Linked DNA regions of Mus musculus: all the other regions are linked to region 1. Evidence: chromatin contacts called from public promoter capture Hi-C data. All regions are on one chromosome and are shown on one strand. The core of a region is the stretch at or near the end of the contact, and the rest is flanking DNA. Distances in the headings are between cores, read along the strand shown. Region 1 holds the start of Nudcd2 (NudC domain containing 2). Region 2 has its middle 20 kb from the start of C1qtnf2. Region 3 has its middle 29 kb from the start of Mir146.

Region 1 (3,940 bases), core at 545-3,044:
ACCTCTTTCAAGGTCACATATCAGATATCCTACATACCAGATATTTAATGACAGATTCGTAAATGCAAAATTACACTTATGAAGTATCAAGGACACTGTTTTTATTGTTGGGGGCCACCACAGCATGAGGAACTTTTTTGTTTGTTTTTGAAGACAGGGTTTCTCTGTAAAGCCCTGGCTGTCCTGGAACTCATTTTGTAGACCAGGCTGGCCTCAAACTCAGAAATCCCCCTGCCTCTGCCTCCTGAGTGCTAGGATTAAAGGCGTGTGCCCACCACACCCGGCCATGAGGAACTTTATTAATGGAGCGAAGCATTAGGAAAGGCTGAAAACCACTGCTCTATGGAGTCATGGAGCTGGCTTAGTACATCTGGCTTGCTGGCCTAATTCGCTGAGCTGAGATCTACCTGCCTAAGGTTCCCAAATGCTGGGATTAAAAGCGTGCACCACAACACCTGCCTTAAAAGTGCTCTCTCTTTTAAACTCAATGTTATTAAAGCTAGTTCAATCTCTTTTGAGAAGCTGGCACTAGAAAAGGCCAGTTTCTTAAAAAGGTTCAAATCACATGTTGCAGAAATTGATATCCAATTAGCTGTTGACTAATTTTCCTTCTCCTGCCCAAGGTTACAAAACACAGTATCATGTCTCCGTTCACCACTACATTATACAGTCATCCTCCAACAGGCTATGCATCTAATCTAGGTGTAAAGTATAGCCTGATTGTTATGTGAGTCTTAATAAATTCTTAACCAAAAACGGGGAAATGTGACCAGATTAAAAATTTGGTGAAATTAGGTAACTTCACACACCTTTTCACTACGATGAAGATCAACATGCAAGAAACTTGTTATTTAGAAAACCAATCTGACATCTTGGAATCCTCATCCCATTACCCTAGCCTTGCTTGTAAGTGCCTGTATTAGCCTACACGTCATGAACAGAGTTCAGAATCCTTTTGTCTAGTCTCTGGGACTCCCATCGGTGCCCAGAAGACGCATATTCGTTCTTTTGACCTACTTAGCCTTCTGTCAGCAGGAACTCCGGAGGAAATAAAAGCACCCCAAACCTATTTTAGAAATAAAGTGGAGAACAAAATCTTTGAGTTCTACCCGCGCAAAATCTGCTCTGTGGGTGCAGTGCTCCGTGGAGACCCCTCGCCAGAACAATTTACCACTTCTTTCTACCAGCCAGGAACTAACCTTGCCACACCCAGCAGTCATCCCTCTGACACCGTGAATTTTAGGGCTCGGGGTGCGGGAAAGCCAGAAGAAGGAACTCGGGACAAGCCCTGGCTTGCTACCTTGAGGATCTCGCGGCCACCCACGGCCAGAGCCACGTGCCGACTCTGCAGGCCGCACTGGATGTCCTGCGCGCGAGTGCCGGGGGGCACCTGGACTTCAATGAACACCTCCTCCAGGGTCTGGTACCACTGTCCCCACGGAGTCCCGCAAGGAACCACCCCGCTGCGCTCCTCAAACGGGGCGGACATTCTGAAGACGCCACGCAGGCACACGGCTCCGGGAGAGCACTACACCGGCGGGACTAGGCTCTGGGCTTGCCCTCGGCGCCTTGGGGTCACTGCACATGCGCAAGAGTCCAAACTGGCGTGTCCGAGTGTGCAAAATTCTCCCTTTCAGAGCCCATTTAAGACACTCGTGAGCCCTGGTGAAATCGACCGAAGCCTAGAGATGTTGACATCCAAAGAACACTGACGCCGGAACAAAGGAGAAAAGTGCCTGCGATCTTTAAACCTGTGTGACGCCAAAATTCCGACGCGTCCACCGGCCTGTGAAGTGCGCTTGCGCGAACTGGGCTACCCAGTAAAACTGAGTAAAACCAGAAGTGATTGGATAGAGCTGTTTGCGGCGACGATCAGGAGCAGCCTCTTATTGGCTACTAGCTTAAACTTACAAACCTTCCGATTGGGCGGCGGTAGGAATCTAGTGCGCATGCTCTTTGGACCATGCAGGATTGGCCAGATAGGTTTAGGTTTTCTGATTGGCTGAGGGGGAAAGTTGAGGTAAATTTGAATTCAGGCGAGCTGACAGTTTGCTGGGGCGTTTGATTGCTGTCTCATCTGGACCCAGGCGTCAGAATGTCCTTTCCTAAGGCGCCCCTGAAGAGATTCAATGACCCTTCGGGTACGTACGGGTGGGGGAACAGGGTGGGAAGGGGATGTGCCCTCGTTTCCCAGTCATTCGAAAGCCAGGTTAGGGCTGGGGCGGTGTTTGTTTTTCTCCAAATTCACGCAGTAAACACCTGGTTAGCGCAGTGTGGGATGGTAGAGACGCGGCCCTACGTGAAATGAGGTCATCCCTGCACACAGCGAGTCTTCAAGCGTGAGATTCCAAAATATGCCATCAACACCATGGAGAAACCACAGCTGGTTGAAGGGGATTAGGAGTTGGCAGGCGCTACTTTTCTTTTTAAAAAGAAGTTACTCTCTTTAGAATTTTCTGCATTGACATTGCATTCAGATATAAAAGCATAAAGACTGAGAAATCTGTTCAGTAAAGACAGCTGCCCACGGATTCTTTTCCACTCGTGAAACAGTTCTTTGGAATTTCTTTTTTAATATTTTATTTTTTTAAGGTTGATTTATTAACATGAGTATACTGTAGCTGTCCTCACACACCAGAAGAGGGCCTCAGATCCCATAACAGATGGTTGTGAGCCACCATGTGGTTGCTGGGATTTGAACTCATGACCTTTGAAAGAGCAGTCAGTGCTCTTACCCACTGAGCCATCTCATGAAACAATTCTTAAGTAATGTTCAGCATTTTAACAATAGAATAGTGGAACTTGGTGTGTAGATGACAGAGTAAATTGAGTGTAGATGGTGATAGCATTTAAACAGTTAGAATAAAGTAATTTTTAATGTTTTCACCTGTAAGAAATAGACACTTCCAGACCTAGTGGCCTGAGCTACATAGACTGTCAGTAACTCACACCTACAACAAATTAATAGCATGTTGGAAGTAAATGAAAAATGAGACTGAAATCCACTCAATTTTATGAAACTAAATTGGCAGAAATGGAGTGGGAACCCAGACTTCCAAGGATATATGCTATGCTCTTAAGGGCTGTGGTTTATGCACAAGTAACTAGAGCCTTGGGTGTGAGGTGATAGATGCTAACTGTGCAGCTGTACTGTCGTAAGGTCTATATGTTATTCCTTTGAACAGCTAGACGAGAAAAGTACCAAAGTTGTACTCTTTACAAATGAGAACATTGAGAGAGTTTCTGACTATATTATGCAGCCAGCAAGTAAGTGATGGAGCGGAAGATGAAAGGCCGGTTTATATCCTCTGTAGCATGTACTGGTTAGTAGTCTCTATCTGGTTTCTATCAACGTTCCTCCATTCACAAGGTCAAGTGAGTGATCAGACACAGCCATCTCCATGGCCACACCATTTCCAGGGAACTCAGACAACTTAGGTTCTACAGAACAGGGTAGATGTTTTTGTTTTGAGACAAGGTCTCTTGTAGCACAGGCTAGCCTTGTACTCCTGCTGCCACCTCCCAAGTACTGAAACTTAAGAGACCTGCACAACACACATGGCTCAGCTGCTGTTTGGTTTTAAGGAGCAGTAGTTAAGGCTTACAGTGTCAAAGATAATATGTCAGATATTTAATATTTGTAAGTCCATGGCAGCTTTTTCTACCTCAAGGAAACTTAAAGCATCCTGGGATAAAGGAGGGAATCTAACTTTTTTTTTTTTTAAAATTTGGTGTGTTCTCCCTATGTCTACAAAGTGTCTGGCATGGTATTTTCTGTAGCTTGTCAGACACAGGTGATTTTGAGTACTCCTGTGGCTAATTACAAAAGCCTAGTCCATTCTCACATCCCAAACAAGATATTTTTTTTCTATACTGCTCAACATAACTATGAGCTAAATACTAGAAGAATAGAAGCTACTCCCAAATTGCAAGCACTTAA
Region 2 (3,940 bases), core at 390-2,889, 2.8 Mb before region 1:
AGATGGCCCGCTCTCTGGGTGAATGCCTTAGTCTTTGATCTCAGAGACCTCCATGTGCAGCTCTGCTTGTGTAGTAAATGACTCACCCTAGGAAACCATGCTGGAGGGTTGCCAGCCTCAGCGGGAAGATTCTGTGTGAGGCAGACACAAGAAGCTGGCTGTGGTGATGACGGCATCAGCTCTGATCTTGTCTTTAAATTAGCACTAATGTGAGGGGAAAAAATTAGGAAGTAGATGAAGAATGTCTTAAATGTGGGGTGGGGGAGGGTGTGGCATTTTCCCTGAGCTATCTGTGGCCTTTTCTGGAAAGTTCTTTTTAGGCTTCTGTTTCTACAGCAGGGAAAGGGTATAGCTCTTGAAGAGTGAGGGAGCTACACTAACGTAGGGTCTCCTGTCATCAGACCCATGTGCAAGGAGCTGGGTCTGTGACTCTCAGACTATGGAATCAGAGGGTCCCAAGGAGAGGCGAGCCACTGCTCTGAAAGCCTGGGTAGGTTGTGGTACCAAATGGCTTCAAAGGTCTGACCTGAGACCCCCTCGGAACCAACTCTATCCTACTCAGAAACTTGTCAAAGCCTAGACAGTTCTGGTTTATCAGGCTCCTCCCGCTGGGAAGCATGGGGTAGACAGACCTGCTCACAGGGGCCCCCTATCTGTGGTCTCTGCTTCCCCGTGTCTATGAAGTGAGGTTGGTGGTCTTGGAAGCTGCTGACAATAGTGTGAACTGTGGAGCAGTCCGCACACATCAAAGGCGGCCTGCTGCCAGTGTTCAGTAAACGTTGCCGCCATTTCTAGTGTAGCTCAGGAGATTTGACAGTGATTTGTTATAACAGAAGTCTTCACTGAGGGGTGGGAAGATGGCTCAGTGTGTAAAAGCATTGGCCAGAAAAGCAGGTTAGGGGCAGAAAAGGCCCTAAATACAGATTTTCCCCAAACTCACATACAAGCCTGGCATGCATGAACACAAGTCTGTCACTCTAGTTCTATTGGGGACAGAGACAGGAGGATTGCTGGGGATTGTCAGTCATCAGCAGAGATCCAAGTTCAGTGACAGATTCGGACTCAAGGGAATAAGATGAGAAATGGTAAATCAGGACACCCGCTATTTTTCTCTGGCCTCAGTGTGTGCATGCGTGTACACACACACACACACACACACACACACACACACACACACACACGTCTTCAGTAGAAGCAGAGGCCTGAGTGTGGAGATTTAGACGCTGGCTGATTCCCTCAGCAATGCTACTCATTGTGCGTGTGTTGTCGTCCTTTCCTGACTGCTTTGAAGAGAGAGAGAGATCAACATTTGATGCCTACATTGGTCCTGAGATCTTCTGGCCCAGCCGTTCATTTTGCTGAAGTCACAAACGTTATCACCCAAACCACACAGGGGACCCCAAGACACTCAGGACTGGACCCCGTTCTTGCTTAACAAGAGCTGGTACTCCTGCCCCATCTCAGGCTGGTCTCTGACACAAACAGGGAGCTCAAAACTCTGTCCCAAGTGCAGATGTCTGGAAAAGGTGAGACTGATTTTATTCCTTTTCTTTCTTTTTCTTTTTTCCCAGCACAAGATCACAGCCACCCTAGAACCCTGGCCTGAGACTCTCCCTTTTGTCTTGGGCTCTGAGGCTAGGAAACTGTCTGCTGCAGAGGCCTGCTGGTTTTTCCAGCCCCCTGTGGCTTATTGGAGGTTTGTGCGGTAGGTGTGCTCCCTCTAGTGGCACAAGTAAGAATTACATGCAGCCCGGAAGCCGTTTCTTCCTATTATGGTGGGGGTGAAGAGTGGGGTGGGGATAGGAGAGAGTGGGTTGGGGCTGGGGGGCTGGGGAGCTGGGGAGGCTGGGGGGGTGGTTGTCAAGCCTCCAATGTAACTTTGATGCATTCTGTACTTGTAGAACCGACTCGCCCCCACCCCCGCACTGTCTCTCCTTTACCTCACCCTAATTCCAGCCCTGTCAATCCCAACTTTGACTTTTGCTCTTTGTTTTTGTATTAATCTTGATTTACTAACATTCTCTATTAAAATATTATCTGTATATATTATTGAGTCTTTGGTCATCTTTTAAAATTTGTGTCTGAGATGGGTGTCAGACTTCTCCCCTGCCATAATTTTGATCATCAACCTGCAGAGGAAAAGCCCTTATGTAAACGGAGTACAACACGCACTTGCCAGGGGAGACCTAAGGTCTGTCTGTCAGTGTGGGCTGGAAGCTCTCTGCACTGTCATGATCAGAGGTGGGGTTCTCCAGGCTGCTTCAGAAGGGGGTAGCTGCCCTTCAAAGAATGCACTGAACTGGGGTCTGGTGGCACAGGCCTTAATCCCAGCAGGCGGACTTCTTTGAGTTCCAGGCCAGCCCAGTTGACAGAGCAAGTTCCAGGACAGCAGGACTGCACAGAGAAACCCTGTCTCGAAAACCGTGAGGCGGGAAGCTGCTTTTCAAAGAGTGTATTGAAGGAGAGAGAGCCTTTGGATTAAAGGCTCACCAAGTTCTAGGTCTTCTTCAGTACCTACATAAAGGGAAGACCGCAAACAGGCCCAGCTTCTCAAGGCATTCAAGAAGCCACAGACAGGACTAGGAACGAGGGTCTTACCATGTAGCCCTAGCTAGCCTGGCATTTGTTATGTAGATCAGGCTATCCTCCAACTCACAGAGATTCACCTGCCTCTGCCTCCTGAGTGCTGGGATTCTCATCATCATGCCTGGTTTAAAAAAAATTTTTTTTTTAGAGAAAGGAAAAGAAAAAACTGTTTACAAATGAAGGTGCCAGTCCATCTCAGAGGCTGACCCTTCTGCGGGGACCCCGGGCAGAACCCCTGCCCACCTGTTGATCTGTTTGGGCCACAGAGTACTGCCTGGTTTCTAGACACTTACCCACCCCATTGCATTTGTGGTGGACTCAGTGAGAATGATTAAATAAACCTTATTTTGTTAGCACTGGGCCCACGCTTCCCAGGACCAGCCCATGCCCTACCTGTTGTTCCATGAGTATCCACCAGGGGGCAGTGAGCGCAAGCTGCTTGAATGTTTGACCCTATCAGATAGGAAAATCTCTAAGCGTTGATCATGGGCTTACCGCATTCTGGCATGGAGGCTTCTTTAGCCCTGTATTCTGAAAACACCTGACCAGGGTAGACTCATCTCAGTGCTATTCATTCCTGCCACCAGGCACGCAGTGAAACCCTGCTCTTCATCACCGACCGAGCAGTGGGCCAGCAAATAATAATAAAAAGCCTGGGTCCTTGATGAACAGCGCTTACATTCTGAGGAGGCTCAGGATTACCCCATTGTAATGTCATACTCCCTCTGCATACTGGTAAATTAATACTCTTTTTCTTTTTTCTTGAGAAAGTTTCACCCTTAGCCCAGACTGGCTTTGAACTCAATGCAATCCTCCTGCCTCAGCCAGCAGAATGCTGGAGTTACAGGCAGAAGCTAAAGCAGCTTTCTAATAGGAAGGAACATGATTATGAGGGTCTTTGTGATCTTCCACCCTCACAAGTCTCAAGTCTCTTCTTCTTAACTGCCCAATTCTTCTGGCTTCAGTCAGTTCCTAAAGAGCACCCAGCTCTTCCCTGTGTAGAGAGGGCATTTGTACCGGCGACCAGGTCATTTTGCTCGAAGAACATTCCTTTCAGGTTCTCCTGTTGCCCTGTGTCCTGCTTCAGAGCCCAGCTCCTCTGTGCACTCATGGGCTCTGATTTACAATTCTTTGACCTACGGATTTTTGACTTTGGAAGGTATAAATATAACACACGTTCAGCAGGAACTGCCTGGAATTTTGATCTTTCCCCTCACTGTCCCTGTGTAGGACATTGGCTTTTGCAACAGTGACAGTAGGCAACCTGTCAGGGTGAACAATTGCTCTTCTGTGTGCCATGTGGCTGGGCCCCAATGCTCACTTTTGAATGTATCTTTAACTGAGCAATATTTTA
Region 3 (3,940 bases), core at 1,053-3,552, 2.6 Mb before region 1:
TTCAGGACAGCCAGGGTGCTATGGAGTAAGGCCATGTCTCAAAGAAAGAAAGGAAGAAAGAAAGAAAGAAAGAAAGAAAGAAAGAAAGAAAGAAAGAAACAAACAAACAAAAAAACCAAGAGAAACAGCCAACCAATCAACCAACTAACCAGACAAAACAAAACTCAAACAAACAAAACACCCAAGCTTAAGTAAAACTTTCTCTCTCTCTCTCTCTCTCTCTCTCTCTCTCTCTCTCTCTCTCTCTCTCCTCTGGCAGCCTCAGTGTCTCAGGCTCACTGTCCCGGAATGCAGAGGGGAGGGGTTGGCACAAGGGAGATGAGTCCTTGCCTTGCCTGTGCTTGCTGCTGTCTAGCTCTGAGTGACCATTCTTCACGTTTCTCAGCTGCCTGGTTGACGGTAAGCGGCCACTTTCTGCCCCATTGCCATTTCACTTAGCAGGACATTGTAACTAAAGACTAACAGAGAGTAGCACCATTTCTCTCTTTAAAAATTACTTCCATCAAAGTAAATCCTTATTGTTGAAGACATGATGCATTTCAGAAACAGGCCCCGGAGGCCTCTGAGCTGGAGCTGACCTGAGCGGCCCGGCCTGAACACTAGCTTTCACGGAACCAGAAGGCACCATGCAAGTTTCCGAAGGAGGGAAGCGAGCAACAGTCCCATCTAACTATAACACGAATGAGCCGCATCAACAACCAGCATGGCGTGGTAACCCTAAGGGGGCAGTAGTGGCACACATGCCTTGGCAGTAACCATCAGGTCTCCAGTTGGATTTAAGACAAGTCCAAGGCTCAACAAGAAGGAATTCATGTCTAATACAGCTAACTACTAGCTAGCCTAATCTAGCTAAAGACTCAGTGCTGGTTAGAGTCTTGGTTAACTGGAGAAGAGTCTAGAACCATTAATTTACTAAACCAGCACACTCCCTAAAAATCGAAAAACATTTGTTCTTATACCTACAGGTAACTGTAGTCTTTACATCAAGGAAAGTGCTGTTTGGAACATATGGAGACCACTACAAAAAACCCTCAGCCAATCAAAGTGCAGGTTTGTGGACTCCAGTCCCTGTGGATACATCTACAAAATCCTCCCACGTGTAAGGCTGAGAGAGCATTGTGAAGAGGGGGCAGAAAGATTGCAAGAGCCAGGGGATCAGGGACTTTGATCTAAGATTGTGTCTCCTAGTAATATCAGAAGCTGTACTCATGAAGTCTCACCACTAAGACTGTCCAAGTGTGAGCTGAACAAGGATGGCACCAGTGGACATGACAGATTGGATAGGGGAAAGCCCATGAAGTCTCAGCCCCACATAAAGAGCTCTAGGCACCTGAATAAAGCAGAGAGTGGGATGGGGTGGACCTCCCCAGGGAAGAGCATACCAGATGGTTGCCAAGTGCCACACTGCCAGCCCTGTAAACACACATACAATTAATCAGACTAGCTAAACAGGTTGCATTCCTGAATACGTTCTATCTATCTATCTATCTATCTATCTATCTATCTATCTATCTATCTATCTATCTATCTATCAATCTATCTATCTATCTATCTATCTATCTATCTATCTATCTATCTATCTATCTATCTAATACATGTAATGACAATTAGTGAAAAAGAGGACATAGATTTGAGGGAGAGTGGGGAGGGCTTGGAGGTAGGAAAGGGAGGGGAGAAATGTAATTAAATTAAATAAAAAACATTGACCACTGTTTTTGTTTGTTTGTTTGTTTTGGATGGCATCAGCCCTGAACCTTTAACAAGTGCAGAGCATCCTGTGATAACTGACCCAGGCATCTATAATGGGCAGGTTCCTGTTGACCCCACCTGTGCCCTTCAGGTTACTCTCCTTGTCTTTGCTGGGGAAGAATTTTGATGTCTTTCAGATTATCTTTTCCAGCATTTCCATTGTTTAGCAAGGGGAGATGGCTTCTGAGCTCATATGAGATCTGCATGCGAACACAGGCTTTTGGAGCCACCTGCTCTGCTGGCTGCTCATCATAGAGTGTAGCTGGGAAGGAAAGACAAAGGGACCTCGAATTTCTCTGTGCGGGCCATTTACAGAACATTGGGGAAAATGCCTCTTGTTCACTATTTTGTGTTCGCTGTGTCTGTATTCTGTGCTTCAAGTATCCAAAATACTGTCCCCAGATAATAGCTTATATGGTACATTTGGTCTGGTCCTCTTTCCTGTGTCCCTAAACAGTTTAAACCCTCCATATCCTCTTCCTGTCCTAGTCCTGCCCCGCCTTTGTGTTCCCCCAGGACTATGTTTCCCAAGGGTGATTGCCACATCCTGACAGCTGCCCAGTCACAAGCTAAATATAAACCCTTCAGACAGCAAGTAAGCCCCTCTGGTTATCTGCTCCTTTGTGTAGCTTATTATCCTCCCAAATCAAACTCCAGAGGAGACTCACAGATCATGCATGCTGGGCAGGGCCGGTGGGGTGCGTGCGTCTGACTGGGTAAACCAAACAAACGAAAGCGTTGTGAGTCAGCTGTACCCTTTCAGCAGAGCGCCGGGTCTGCACTTCAGACAAACCCTCCAATCCTCAGACGTTGATTTTCAAAGCAAATTGCTGCATGTCGCATCAATACTGGGAGCAGATGTAATAGTCTGGTGAGCTGGCTGCATGCAGCCAAGTGCAGGGACATAGAATCAAGGGCAGAGAGTAGCTGGCACACTGAGGCTTGTATTATCTATATGGCTCTGCCTTCCTTACAGGACCATAGGAAATGGAGGCACGGTGGGCAGAGGAACCCAGGTCTCTGGTTGTCTTAGAGACTGCGAAGCCCAGGGCTATGTCTTTATAGTGACCCATGGTAAGGTCTGGGGCTGCATATGGCCTTCTGGCTGCGAGGATTCTTAACACAGAGGGCAGCTTGGGATCTCCAGGGGCTACAGGCTTAGTCAAGGCCAAAAGCTGTCATGCTGAAATAGCCAAGGCCTGAAGGAAAACAGATTTTTTTTTTTTCTTCCAGAAATTGGTGGTCTATTTCAAACCTTGTGTGCAAATGCTCAAGAAACAGGACCAAGGGAGGAATTAATGTTTGGAAAAGGCTCTGGGGTTGATGCCATTCTGCAATTTTTCTGTGCCTGGATTTCCCTCATGTTTCTCTAGAGGTTCACCTTCTTGGCCACTACATGTGGTCCCAGGACCTTGTTTCCTCTCACATTGTATTCTCTCTCCTAACGATATAACCCTAGCTAAGCCAAGCACTTCTTTCCACTCCTCCTCCTCCTCTTCCTCCCTCTCCTCCTCCTTTTTCTCCCCTCCTCTCCTCCTCCTCCTCCTCCTCCTCCTCCTCCTCCTCCTCCTCCTCCTCCTCCTCCTCCTCCTCCTCCCCCCTTTTTCTTACCCGAGACAAGAGCTCACTGTGTGTTACCTAACTAGCCTGGGGAAACTCAGTATGTAAACCAGGCTGACCTTGACCTGACCAATATCTTTCTGCCTCTGCTTCACAAGTGCTTCCATTAAAAGGAGTGTGCCTTTAGTCAGGCCCAACTTTCCCCTCTGTTTCCATGCATCACATTTAAATACAAAAGTCACGTCTGTTTCCTACCAGCTGCAAATGGAATACCTGACTTCACCATTTGGATGTCTTGAAATCAGCATTTTGAGAGTGAGCCTGCAATCACCCATCTGTGCTTTCTGATGTTTCTTACCTCATTGAACAGCAACCACAATGCAGTTAAATAAGTCAGAGACTTTGTCGAAATCTCGTATCTCTTCCCCGCTTGCAATGCTGTGCTTAGCCTTGCGTTGATTACTTGACTCAGACATATTTTTAACCTGCCCACCTTTCCCTTTTATGACTCTGACTCCTTCTGAAACTACTACCGTGTCTTGCTTGGACTAACAGATCAACTGCAACCCCTAATTCTTTTTCTTGAACTCACTATAGCTCCCAATTAACCAAAAATACCGTCCTCAAAAAG

The links. Promoter capture Hi-C pulls out the DNA fragments that hold promoters and counts their contacts.
Region 2: a contact with region 1 is called in a promoter capture Hi-C map of hippocampal neurons, with 7 times the contacts expected there. The contact joins the enhancer-like site here to the promoter of Nudcd2 in region 1. A contact is called at or near these places in 4 of 39 promoter capture datasets (cranial neural crest, embryonic stem cells, hippocampal neurons and 1 more), 8 of 115 datasets of contacts at active chromatin or transcription factors (acute myeloid leukemia, astrocytes, bone marrow-derived macrophages and 5 more) and 1 of 9 other capture datasets (adipose tissue).
Region 3: a promoter capture Hi-C map of pre-B cells shows a contact between it and region 1, with 14 times the contacts expected there. The contact joins the enhancer-like site here to the promoter of Nudcd2 in region 1. A contact is called at or near these places in 7 of 39 promoter capture datasets (cranial neural crest, embryonic stem cells, frontonasal cranial neural crest and 4 more), 4 of 115 datasets of contacts at active chromatin or transcription factors (astrocytes, embryonic forebrain, large pre-B cells and 1 more) and 2 of 9 other capture datasets (liver and macrophages).

What each region holds. Positions count from the first base shown.
Region 1 is chr11:40,731,515-40,735,454 of GRCm38.p6, reverse strand. It overlaps Nudcd2 (NudC domain containing 2), which reads right to left and starts at 1,794. Exons shown (of 4, transcript NM_026023.5): 1 at 1,301-1,794. The coding sequence starts at 1,489. Hmmr (hyaluronan mediated motility receptor (RHAMM)) reads left to right here and starts at 2,018. Exons shown (of 18, transcript NM_013552.2): 1 at 2,018-2,141. The coding sequence starts at 2,096.
Region 2 is chr11:43,491,945-43,495,884 of GRCm38.p6, reverse strand. No RefSeq gene overlaps it. Among named protein-coding and RNA genes, the nearest start is that of C1qtnf2, 20 kb to the right of the region's middle. Within about 2 kb of position 1,639, at least 52 of the 459 cell types and tissues checked have an H3K27ac peak or open chromatin away from gene starts, as enhancers often do. A contact at or near this core is called in hippocampal neurons, where this site is marked.
Region 3 is chr11:43,343,418-43,347,357 of GRCm38.p6, reverse strand. No RefSeq gene overlaps it. Among named protein-coding and RNA genes, the nearest start is that of Mir146, 29 kb to the left of the region's middle. Within about 2 kb of position 2,302, at least 45 of the 459 cell types and tissues checked have an H3K27ac peak or open chromatin away from gene starts, as enhancers often do. A contact at or near this core is called in pre-B cells, where this site is marked.